2 separate regions of the Mus musculus genome follow, and region 2 is linked to region 1. A link is a contact called in public Hi-C data. All regions are on one chromosome and are shown on one strand. Each heading gives the region's core, a stretch centred on a gene start, on an enhancer-like site or on the middle of the called end of the contact. The rest is flanking DNA. Distances are from core to core; before and after follow the strand shown. Region 1 holds the start of Xdh (xanthine dehydrogenase). Region 2 overlaps Xdh (xanthine dehydrogenase).

What was found. Hi-C and Micro-C count contacts between places; a contact is called where the count stands out from the background.
Region 2: a Hi-C map of myeloid progenitors shows a contact between it and region 1, with 3 times the contacts expected there. The contact joins the enhancer-like site here to the promoter of Xdh in region 1. A contact is called at or near these places in 3 of 39 promoter capture datasets (the 3T3-L1 cell line, 3T3-L1-derived adipocytes and the C10 cell line), 17 of 484 Hi-C or Micro-C datasets (3T3-L1-derived adipocytes, the C10 cell line, CD4 T cells and 10 more), 3 of 115 datasets of contacts at active chromatin or transcription factors (bone marrow-derived macrophages, double positive thymocytes and embryonic fibroblasts) and 3 of 9 other capture datasets (adipose tissue, liver and pancreatic islet).

Annotation. Positions count from the first base shown.
Region 1 is chr17:73,948,086-73,953,445 of GRCm38.p6, forward strand. Xdh (xanthine dehydrogenase) reads right to left here and starts at 2,111. Exons shown (of 36, transcript NM_011723.3): 1 at 1,993-2,111. The coding sequence starts at 2,043.
Region 2 is chr17:73,891,174-73,896,533 of GRCm38.p6, forward strand. It overlaps Xdh (xanthine dehydrogenase), which reads right to left. Exons shown (of 36, transcript NM_011723.3): 31 at 4,571-4,623; 32 at 2,427-2,541; 33 at 1,546-1,611; 34 at 1-126. Among named protein-coding and RNA genes, the nearest start is that of Xdh, 56 kb to the right of the region's middle. Within about 2 kb of position 2,783, at least 77 of the 459 cell types and tissues checked have an H3K27ac peak or open chromatin away from gene starts, as enhancers often do. A contact at or near this core is called in CD8 T cells, LSK cells, Th17 cells and 6 more, where this site is marked.

The DNA of each region.
Region 1 (5,360 bases), core at 861-3,360:
AGCAACGCTCTCCCTTTAGTACTGACTCCAGAAGAGGACAGGTCACTAAGGTCCAGGTCACTCCCAGAAGATTCCACAGGCACTTGGTGTCTCATACCTGAGCCCTCTCTAAGCCCACTGGTGCAGACAGAACCATGCAGTGTAGAAAACAAGGAAAGGAAGAGGTGCCCTGAGGAGAACCAGCTGCCATCTTTCTACCGCTCGTTTGGTAATTTCTTTGCACAATCTCTCTGGCCCAATGCCTAGAACATCTTGAAGAAGGAAATGAATCTGAACTTACTCAATCTGCCTGTGCTCACTCAGATTGCCTGCTAGCTCTGGCTTCTTACTACTCACCAATTGCCCTTACTTTCTTCATCCTTCTGGAGAGCTCACACCTTTTTAAATGACAGGCTGGCTATTCCTCAGGATAACCTGACGGGACCAGAAGCTCCCAGGAATAGAAGGGATTGGTGTGATGCTACACTCTAAAAAAATCTAAAAATCACTTCTCTCCAGTGCTAGTAAAATGCAAGGAGAAGCAATTTCAGCCAAGCCAGTTCACCTCAAAAACACTCCTTTCTAGAACCAGAGGCTGACACTAAGCTATCCCCCCAGAAGAACTGTGGGTCACACATAAATCAACACCCGACCTTAGAGCAAGATATGACCTTCAGAACACTTTGAACCTGCCACTAGCTCACTGGGAAAAATTCATTTATGAGCATCCCAAAGATGATGATGTCTGTGTGTGCACAGTATTTCCAGGGAGCCAAGTTAACAGCTGTTTCCTCACCTCTGTGATGCAACCATTGGGCACAAAAGACATTTAAAAGATTGAGTTCAAAAGCCTTACTACCATCAGCTTAGGCATTTCACCCTAGCCCTTGTCTTGGTCCAAGCTTGCCCAACACACACACACACACACACACACAAAAGCAATATATCAGAGAGATTCAGGGATCCAGGGATGGGGCCACTCCCACTGAATCCACAGGCTTTACCGTACTGGTGTTGAAATGACTCCTAAAGTTTGCGTGCTAGTTAGCCAAGCAGATGCTGGCAGTCTAAGCCCTTAGGAATTCTTGAAATCACATGTCCATTCTTGCAAATTTCTTCAGAAATTACTCAGTCTCTTTAATCAACACAAAAGTGTCAAAATAAAAAAACAAGTAAAATTGTTTGGGGAGGGGGGGAAGCCTTTGGCCCACTCATGGTTTATGAAGTCCATGTGGCCAGTTACAGTGGGGGAAATGAGGGTTCTTCTCCTGTGACCTCAAGTGGGGAGCTGCAGTGCTGGGAGTACCTTGAAGGGAGGCCAACAACGCCAGAAACAATACACTTAGCTTGCTCCTTCTCTCCCTGCACCGAGTTGACCTTGCAAAGATTCTCAGGCTATCAGGGATTTTGTGGACCCCATACCACTTTACCTACATTCACAAGTGCCGTTTAAGGGGTTTGCAATATTTACATATAGAACTGAGAGATGGTGATGGAGGAGTCCTTTATGAAAATAATGACAATAATGGCTTGCCACAAGGTGTCAGTATATGTTGCCGCACAGTAAATCAGCTCTAGTTAAATCTATGTACAGGATCATATATCAGAACCAGTGGCTGTGTGTGTTTTATGTTCCGGCATTAGCATAAAAGTGCCCGCCTCCTGCTGTTTGTATTAAAGAGAGCCACTGAAACACTAGAAACAGAGAAGAAACACAGAAATAGGGAAGTGCTGTTGCCTCCTCCTCTCACCTAGACTCTGTTCCTTTTCCCACCTCTGAGCCAGTGTGTCCTCTAGCATAGAGTGGCCATCCCTCTCTCTTCCCTCCCCTTCCTCCTTTGCCCTCTGAGCGTCTTGCCTGTGTTCATCTTGCTCTAAAGTTACCAAACTACAGCAATATCTTTTGAGGGGTAAGATGAGACCAGAACACATCAAAGTGTCCACACAAGAGAAGTGACACAGGTCCCCTTTCAGACAGCAGAATCTCTAAACCAAAGGTCAACTGCCACTTACCTTTTTGCCATTCACAAAGAAGACCAACTCATCTACCGTTGTCCTCGTCATCGTGACGGCCGGAGTCCCCGAGCTGCTGCGAGGTGCTTGTAGATATCACTGCCTGCAACTTGAAAGATACGCCTCCCAGCAAAATGAAACAAAGTTAGCCAATGAGAAAGAAGCAGCTCCAGGCATGGACAGCTCTTGGCAAGAGTCACAGGTTTGCACAATCCAGGAAGGACCAGACAGCCAATCCACAGATCCTACTCTGTCCTCCTAGTCAAAGTGCACAGAGGAAAGTGCAGCCGTAGATTAAGGAAGCCTGCATCTTGGCACCAGATGACTGTGAATTCTGGGCACCTGCCCTTGTGAAACCTGCTTCATCCTCCTCCCACTTGCCATACCAGGAAGAGCAGGGAAGGAGCAGTTTGCCAGCCACTGAGGCTGATTCACTCTCTTCCCGTTCACACTTGTTATTTTCCCAAACCGGCTCACCCTGACACAGGCTCGCCACTGGCCTGCACAGCTCACTCTCTCAGGGCCTGGCAGAATGTGAAGGTCAGAGACACAGACCCTTATGTCCAGACTCAAACCCTGACCTTTGACTACAGCCTGTCACTTATCGCCTGCAGGACTCAGCTGTTTCTTCCTGGAAAAGGGACATCAGGATGACACCAAAAGCAGAAAGCTGAAAAGCAAAAGGTCTCTCGGGCGTGCCTTATAAACTTGCAGAGAATGGAAATAATCACTTTTGAACAGTCACAGGAACAATCCCAATAACAAATCATGTTCCAGAATTTCACAAAACTTGTCAAATTATCAGAGGAACTCATACACCAAAACATATTACAAGCACCAAGTAAATAAAATAAGCTAATACAACAACACCCACCACAGTCTGTTAATAGAGCTGAGAGCCCCCAGCTCCATCAAGGACCATTAGCTTCTGGTGTAAATGCCTATGCACAGCATCCACTCAGACAACACTCGTGGGCTCTCCTTGCTCCACCTCCCACCACTCCATTCCACCCATCTTCACATCAGCAGGCACTCTGTCCTTCCCCAGCCCTGCAGTCACTCAATCACTCAGCCAACCTACAGGGACACATGTGTCATCGTCCTGGAAGACCACAGAAAAGGAAGAAAAGTGCATGGTCAGATGAGCCTGGTGCAGCAACAACATTTTGGGAAACAGGACTCCTGGGACAGTCACATCATCAACACAACGCCCCTTTGCTGGCACAGCCCTGACGGAACCAAGAATGAACTTATTTGTCGGTCAATTGATATCCCAGTTTACCCTTAGACTTATGCACCAAATCCCTTCAAGTTTCTCGGTCCAGGATATTCTGGTCATCATAAAACAGTACTTGCTACCCGGAATCAAATTCCTTACGAAATGGGCAGTTTGGCTGTCTGGGGATGTTAGTGACATGCCTGGTAGGGCTGTTGTTGAAGATGATGATGATGATGATGATGATGATGATGATGATGATGATGATGATTATGATGCTTCTGAGACCAGGAAATGGAACTAACCATCCCAAGCCCAGGATAATCCTTCACAATAAAGAGTTGTCCAACCTAACATGTCAATCAAGTAGAGGCAGAGATGTGGTGACCTGGAAGGGAAAGGGTGGGGAGAGGGACTAAGGCTGAACCTAAGGTGTGTTTTGTTAACTCCCTGTTCCTCACACTCCTATGATGGACTGGTGTTCTGTTCAGTGACTCATCTTCATGAGCTCTGCCTTTCCCCCACAGTCCCAGGGAAAACTCTGAAGGCTGGATTTAGTGTCAGCTCCATCACCTTTGCAAAAGTCACTGGCTTGGGTCCAGTGGCCACGTTCACAGACACGGCTTACTATAACTACTCTGTAAAATCAATTCTGCCAAAAAAAAGTAAAGAAAGAGGGCAAACCATCCCAGCAGATGTTGAGAGAGTGCTGGATGGAGGATATAGGAATGTGAAACCTAGGGGTTGGTAACACCCACAGTACCCCTCCCCTGCCATAATCTGAAGGCACAAATAACCTGACTGAGGCAGTGCTGGAACAGGCGAAACTGAAAGAGGAGATGAGAAATTAGCTGGAACTGACCTCAGCCCTTGGGGAGTTGCCTGCGAAAGGAAAGAGCAGCCCACAGACACAGCTCCAGAGAGAGAGAGAAAAGGACTCTAAAGTTGGGAAGTTCGCACCACACATCACTCTGGACCCCATGGCTGTTGCTACCTTGTGGAGCCAGAGACCCTTTGGAACCACAGGAAGTAAGCAGGTTGCAGCCACTGGATAGGAGCAGTAAACCTAAGACACACAAACTGTGGCCATAGCTGAAATGTGGTAAGGTCACCGGAAGCAGGGAGATTCTCAACACTCCCCACCCTGACCACAGCTGAGAGAAGCTATGTGGATAACAGGAAGCCTGTGGTGGAACTTGTTGCAATGCACTAATGGACCTGTAGATGTGGGGTTGCGGCTTTCTCCTAACCAATAAGAAATGTTGACTGAGAACATTTTTATTTCCATTCATTGCTCATTTGCATTCATGTTTTTTATTTTATTTTTTGTTTCCTATATATCTTAGTTTTTTTAATTCTTTACATTTTTTGTTAGTATGTATATGCTTATATTTTAAATTCAGGTGATGTGATGTGATTTGTACCTTGCTGGGGAAAGCTCTTACATCTTCCTTATCTCTAAATTTAATGCAACATTTTCTTTACTGCTTTTCATATGTCTAACCCATATACTTGACTTAATTCTTACCCCAGTCCTTCCTATCCCATCGTCCACACCCCTTCATTTTACCACTTAAATATGTGACTTTCTCCCCCAACAAGAACTCTACTTCTCCTGTCTTCAAATTTTCTAGGAAACATCAGCCAAGGGCATGGTACCTTCGGCAGCTAACCTGGGGCCTTATGGTAACTCATAATAGCTGTCATTACAGTCAGCTTGGGTAATAATAAATCTAAGGTAGAACAAGCTACCAAAAATAAACAAAGATATACATAAAGCAAAGATAGAGACCATGGGGAAGGGGAAAGAGCTGCAAACCAGAGAACAGATACTCCTCAAGAGAAGCACAAAGCACACCAAAGAGACACGAAAGGCATGAGAAGATTTTCCATTATGACAACCCACAGGATGACATCTTGTTAACAATGGAAACCAAAAATTATAAGATGTTAAATTACAAGCACATGCAAAAAGAAATTGCAGAGTTTTGTCAAAAAAAAATTTTTTTCAAAGACCAAACAGAGGATGCAAATAAACTGATAAGGAACTTAGCTCAAGTTGTGAAATAGATTCAAGACACAGAGAGAAAGTTGCCGATATGACATGGCTACAGGAATCAGTAACTAGGAGGAAAAAGTTTAAATATGGAAG
Region 2 (5,360 bases), core at 1,533-4,032, 56 kb before region 1:
GGGGATGCTGCCAAATGCAGGGATCTTGTAGGTACTGGGGCCACGAGTGTGCAGGCTCCCCTCGGGAGAGTAGTGCAGCTCCTCCATGGTGAAAAGACCAAGACCCTGGACAAATGCCCCTTCTACCTGCAGGACAGAAGGTTATCATGGTTACCACCTCCCCTCCAGTCCCCAGGACAGATACTGATGACTACCATGGATGTAAAACCTGACCTAGAGTGGGACCTGGAAGGGGCCAGTTCCTACCTGGCTCTTGCCACAGGACCAAGGCCTCCCTATTGGATTGTCACTGAACTTGGTCTCAAGCAGAGCATCCCTCTGTTCAGAATGTGTCGGCAGAGTGGTAGATACCATTTCTCACTAAAACCTGCCACTGTGCGGATGGAGATGTTGTCTCCGTCTCGACACTAGTGATCCAACACCAGGACACAAGCTCATGGGAGGGATTTCATTTCTGGAGTAGTCAATCCTTTGAAATTTACCTCCAGCCTCATTGGGTTCCCACCCTTGTCTGTCCTGCTATGACTTACAGATCTAGAGCATCCACTACACTATGTTGGTCCCCATCCGTTCTCCCATCCCTACTCAGAAGAGTGATATGTGGCACTGCCAGAGCTGAACAAACACAAGAGGGCACTGTTGATAATCTTTGTATCCATAGTACTTGATGCAATGCCTGCCTACAGAGGGCATTCCCCAAGCAGACCAACTGAGTGTGTGTGTGTGTGTGTGTGTGTGTGTGTGTGTGTGTGTGTGTGTTGACTAAAGAGTAGATTAGCCTTTTGTATATTTTCCAAGTGTACTCATATTTTCTACCAGATGCATCTGTCTCAAATTGTGACTCCTCCCTCTCGTCTTCTCCAGCTTGACCTATTCTATGAATCCCATATTTGGGATATTCATAGAAAAATGGTTTTCATTTGGGAAGTTCTTTTCCTACTCATGGTTGAGCTCACGCCTTTTGGCGGATCCCTCTACCACCCCAGTCTTGTTACCATTTTCGTCCTAGAGAGTAGTTTATCTAATCGCTGGGTCAGTGGGCAATGGGGAGGCAGCCAGTTCTTCTGAGCTCAGACCCTACTGCTTAAGCATCAATACCAGTCTCTATTGCCCTTCCCCACTGTGCTTATTCCCAGGTACTCGAATACTCCCCTCCCTTCCCTCCTCTCCCTTCCTTCTATCCCTCCTCTCTTACTCCCTCCCCCTTTGTCCTCTGTGTGTGTGTATATGTGTGTACAAGTGTGTGTGTGTGTGTGTGTGTTACATGTGAGCATCCAATGGTTCCTCACACACTATACTGGTGCCTGGGGCATGTGGCTTCCCTTTCCAGGTTAATCTATGTTTATTTGTTTTCTGCATTGAGAGTTGGATGGATGATCATCAACCTAACTCTTACTCAAAATGAGGTTCCCCAAGTACTATGCTCTGGCCTGCTTAAAAACAATGACATGTTGTGTAGCTGTTGATCTTCAGTTATCAGGGTGGGGATGGGCACATTGCTGGCCTATTTATTCTGTTACCACCCTGATCTCCCATACACCTTACCTGTCCGATATCAATGGCAGGATTCAAGCTGGAACCAACATCCATGACGATATCTGTACGGAGATTCTGTGGATGGAAGATAGTTTGAGAAGAATAGAATACCTGAAATCCCACAGTGTGCTTTGATAACTCCTAGATTGTAAATCCCAATTCAAATACCATGTTCACAAGCACAAAGCCCTAAGCAGGTGGACACAGGGATCCCCACCACATATGGATGGCCATATCAAAGCTGACATTTGAGATCTTAGCAACCGAGTTAAATGCAGATCAGAGCTGATCTCGCCACACATCCACAAATGAGTGGTAAGAGAAGGTCTCCAGGGACTAGGGCTTTGAACCTGAGTCTGGGCAGATCTGCGAGAAATCAGTCAATAAAGTATATTGTGGCTGAATCCAAAGCATGCTTGGTTAATAGAGCCTGTAAGATAATAGCCACATTATTAAATAGCTGAGGGGCTGAGGATATAATTTAGCTGGTTGAGTTCTGGCCTTGTATGCATGAGTCCCTGGGTTTACTCGCCCAAATAAGAAAAAAAATCTAAAAATAAATGACTGAAAAAAATATAGGAAGAAGATACTTGTGGCACAGAAAAAAAAAACTATCTTCAGTTTAAACTTCAGTGGGCGGAAGTAGTCGTTTATGGAGCAGAGTCCCACACCATCCCACACGGCGGCTTTCACCACACCAACAGTCAAATGCTGACGCAGAAACTATGAGGCTCGTGGTTTAAGGTATGTGCTCTGTGGCCTTCATGGAGCAATCCCCTGCCTCTGACGTAAAGCTTATTTCCTAACCAGAGAGCAGGCCTGGGCCAGCCATTCAGATTGCAATCCAACTGTCTTTCTTCTCGTAGGCTAATACGTTGCAAATGTCTTACCTTATGGTCCCCTGTTAAGCAGTCAATTTCTACTTCTGAGCAAGCCACCCCATAACTGAAGTAGTGGAAGGGGTTCCCAGAGTTTGTCTCAAAGCTGTAACCAAGGTTGGGTGTCCTGGAAGAGAAAAGAGAAACGTTTATGTGTTTTAGACAAGCCCACCCCTTTCCATACACATTTTTGCCCCATAAATCTGTAAGCCCTAAAGGTCTTATTTTTCCCCTTAGTCATCCTCCTCCAAAGCCCACACATTTTGAATATTATGAACTTGTCATGAAAATGAGATATTCCAGAGCCTTCTACTTATGTTTAAGTCTTCCAAAGTTGTATGAGTGTTCTGTACAACCTGGCAGCATTTAGCGGAAGCATGCTGCTTTCTGCACTGTAGTGATAACAGAAACAGATATGCTAGGACTCACGGAGGATGTGGAAATCGCTCCCTAAAAGAGTGAGTGAGTGAGCCAATCCAAGGTCCTCAGCACTGCGGCTCTGGGCAGGACAGCATTGTGCTGTTCTCACAAGCTCACCTGATCACTTATTTTCAGGTGAAAGGTCACAAGAGCAGGGTGTCCTACCAACCTGGGTGAAGCCCCAAACAGCCACTCCCCATCTCCTGGCCCCTTCGGAACTTCAACAAGTGACTTGAGGAAAATGTTATTAAGAGATACAAATGTTCTGTTAATGTGTGTTTCTCTTTCAGGGTCTGAGTGCTTTGTCCAATTGCCATAATATACGAACCATATAAACGTGTACTCACATAAAGTATGTCAGCCCTATGTAATTATATATTGTACATACATTCACTATACAATGTATGTTTACTTGAATATATATAACACGTGTACATAATACTTATATACATATAAAATATGCTACATAGAAATAATATGAGCTTACATGACCAGAACTCACCCTTAAACCAAACTAATGCAGGCTGAGGGACAGGACTCAACCCCGGAGAAACTTCACTATCTTTGCCCTCTGACCTCATCTTGTTTATCTAGGTGACTATGGTGGTTTGAATAGGTTTGTCCCTGACTGAGTCTTGTGCTTGAATGCTCAACCGTAGGGAGTGGCACTATTAGGAGGTGTAGCCTTATTGGAGTGTGTGTGTGTGTGTGTGTGTGTAGTACGTGATAACCACATATTCGTTCAAGACATTTTAAAACAAGCTTGAAAAGCTAGCTTTAAGTGAAATTTCCCAGAAACATGGTGATGGCTAGTTTTAATTGTCAGCTTGATACTGTCTGGAGTCATCTGGGCAGAGTCTCACTGAGGGGCCGTTTAGATTGGTCTGGCCTCTGGACATATCTATGAGGGATTTTCTTGGTTTGGTTAATTGGAGTGGGAACAAACCATCCTCAATGTGAGCATCATCATGTCATGGGCTGGGCGCTGGACCGTATGAAAGGGAAGGAGGCGAGCTGAGTGTAAGCAAGCCAGCATGCTTCTTCTCTGCTCCTGATGGTGGATGTGCTGTGACCCAGTCGCTAAGGCTCCTGCTAATGCAGGACCATAACTTAGACTTATGAGCTAAACCCTTTCTCCCATACATCGTTCTCATCAGGGCATTTATTATAGCAATCGGACAGTAACTATAATCGTATCTTTTTATAACTCCAAATGGGAATGGGGGGAGTCTCTAGCTAATCACACAGTGATACAATTTTAAGACTATCAAATACGTATGTTCCCTCCTATGGCTCACTGCACTAACAAAGTTCCACCATACTCTGTATGTTGTAAAGAGACCACAGACTCTAAATCCTCCTGTTCTCCTGAGGGAAAGTCACTATGAAGAAACCCAGTGTTCTGCCCAAGGAAACATGCAGGTTGCCCAGACACATGTCGTGGTGCAGCTCAGTGCCATGTCCTATAGAATGCGGCACAGATTCGCCCTTCTTCTAGGAAACAGCATACTCAAAGGTCTGGAACTGGAGTCTTCTAACACAGCAGTTCCCGTGTTTGTCCCCTCATACTTAGTTGGTAATTGTACATAACGAAGCATCTTTAGACTGAATGAAGTCAGCGTGAGTCCCACTGACATGATAAAGGTTTTAGGGTTGCTGATTTTGTCTGGCCCTGGGCCAACCAGCATTCAGGGCTGTCAGCATGTGAGAGTGGGCAGGATGAGGATCATACTCACTTATAAAATCCAGTAGCAGACAAGCTCACTGCACTAGTGTAGGCATCCATGACCTGAGGAAGACAAGGGGCATCAGGAAGGGACATTTGTGGTAGACCCAGCCCACTACTAAGACATCGTTATTCCCGTATTGCAGATGAGGAAACTAAAGGCTTAGAGAAAACAGTTTTCGACCTAGCATCTATACTAGGCGTACAATAACGTACAATATAATATCTATATTAGTGACTGTGGATGACTAGCCTGTGTCACCTGCTCATAACGAATCCTGGACTACATAGCTGGTAACACTGGACGAAGCTCAAGTTGAGTGAAAGAAAATTATCAACAAGGCTGTTGTGAAGAATGCTCCAATTGCCTGACAAACCTATGCACAAGCCACCAGAATTAAATTAAATGCATATGGTACTTAATGACGTGAATGGAAAGGGAAGTTAAGATCAGACAGGGAGTGGAAAAAGAGTAGACATGACATGGAAGCTTGTTTTCTCTGAATCTGGTGAGATGGGTTGTACTACCATTTAGTTCATGTACAGTCCCATTTTGGTCCCTCTCCTTGGTCCCTCCAGTGTGTGTGTGTGTGTGTGTGTGTGTGTGTGTGTGTGTGTGTGTGTGTGTGTGTTTTGCACTGCTAGAAGTTGAACCTAGGACCTTGCATATGCCCATCCCTTGACTTCTTGAGACAGTGTCTTTCTGCATATCTCAGGCTAGCCTCTAGTTCATGAACTCTCTGTCTCTACATATGATTACAGGCGTGCAATATCTCTAAAAATTCTTTGTATACAGACAC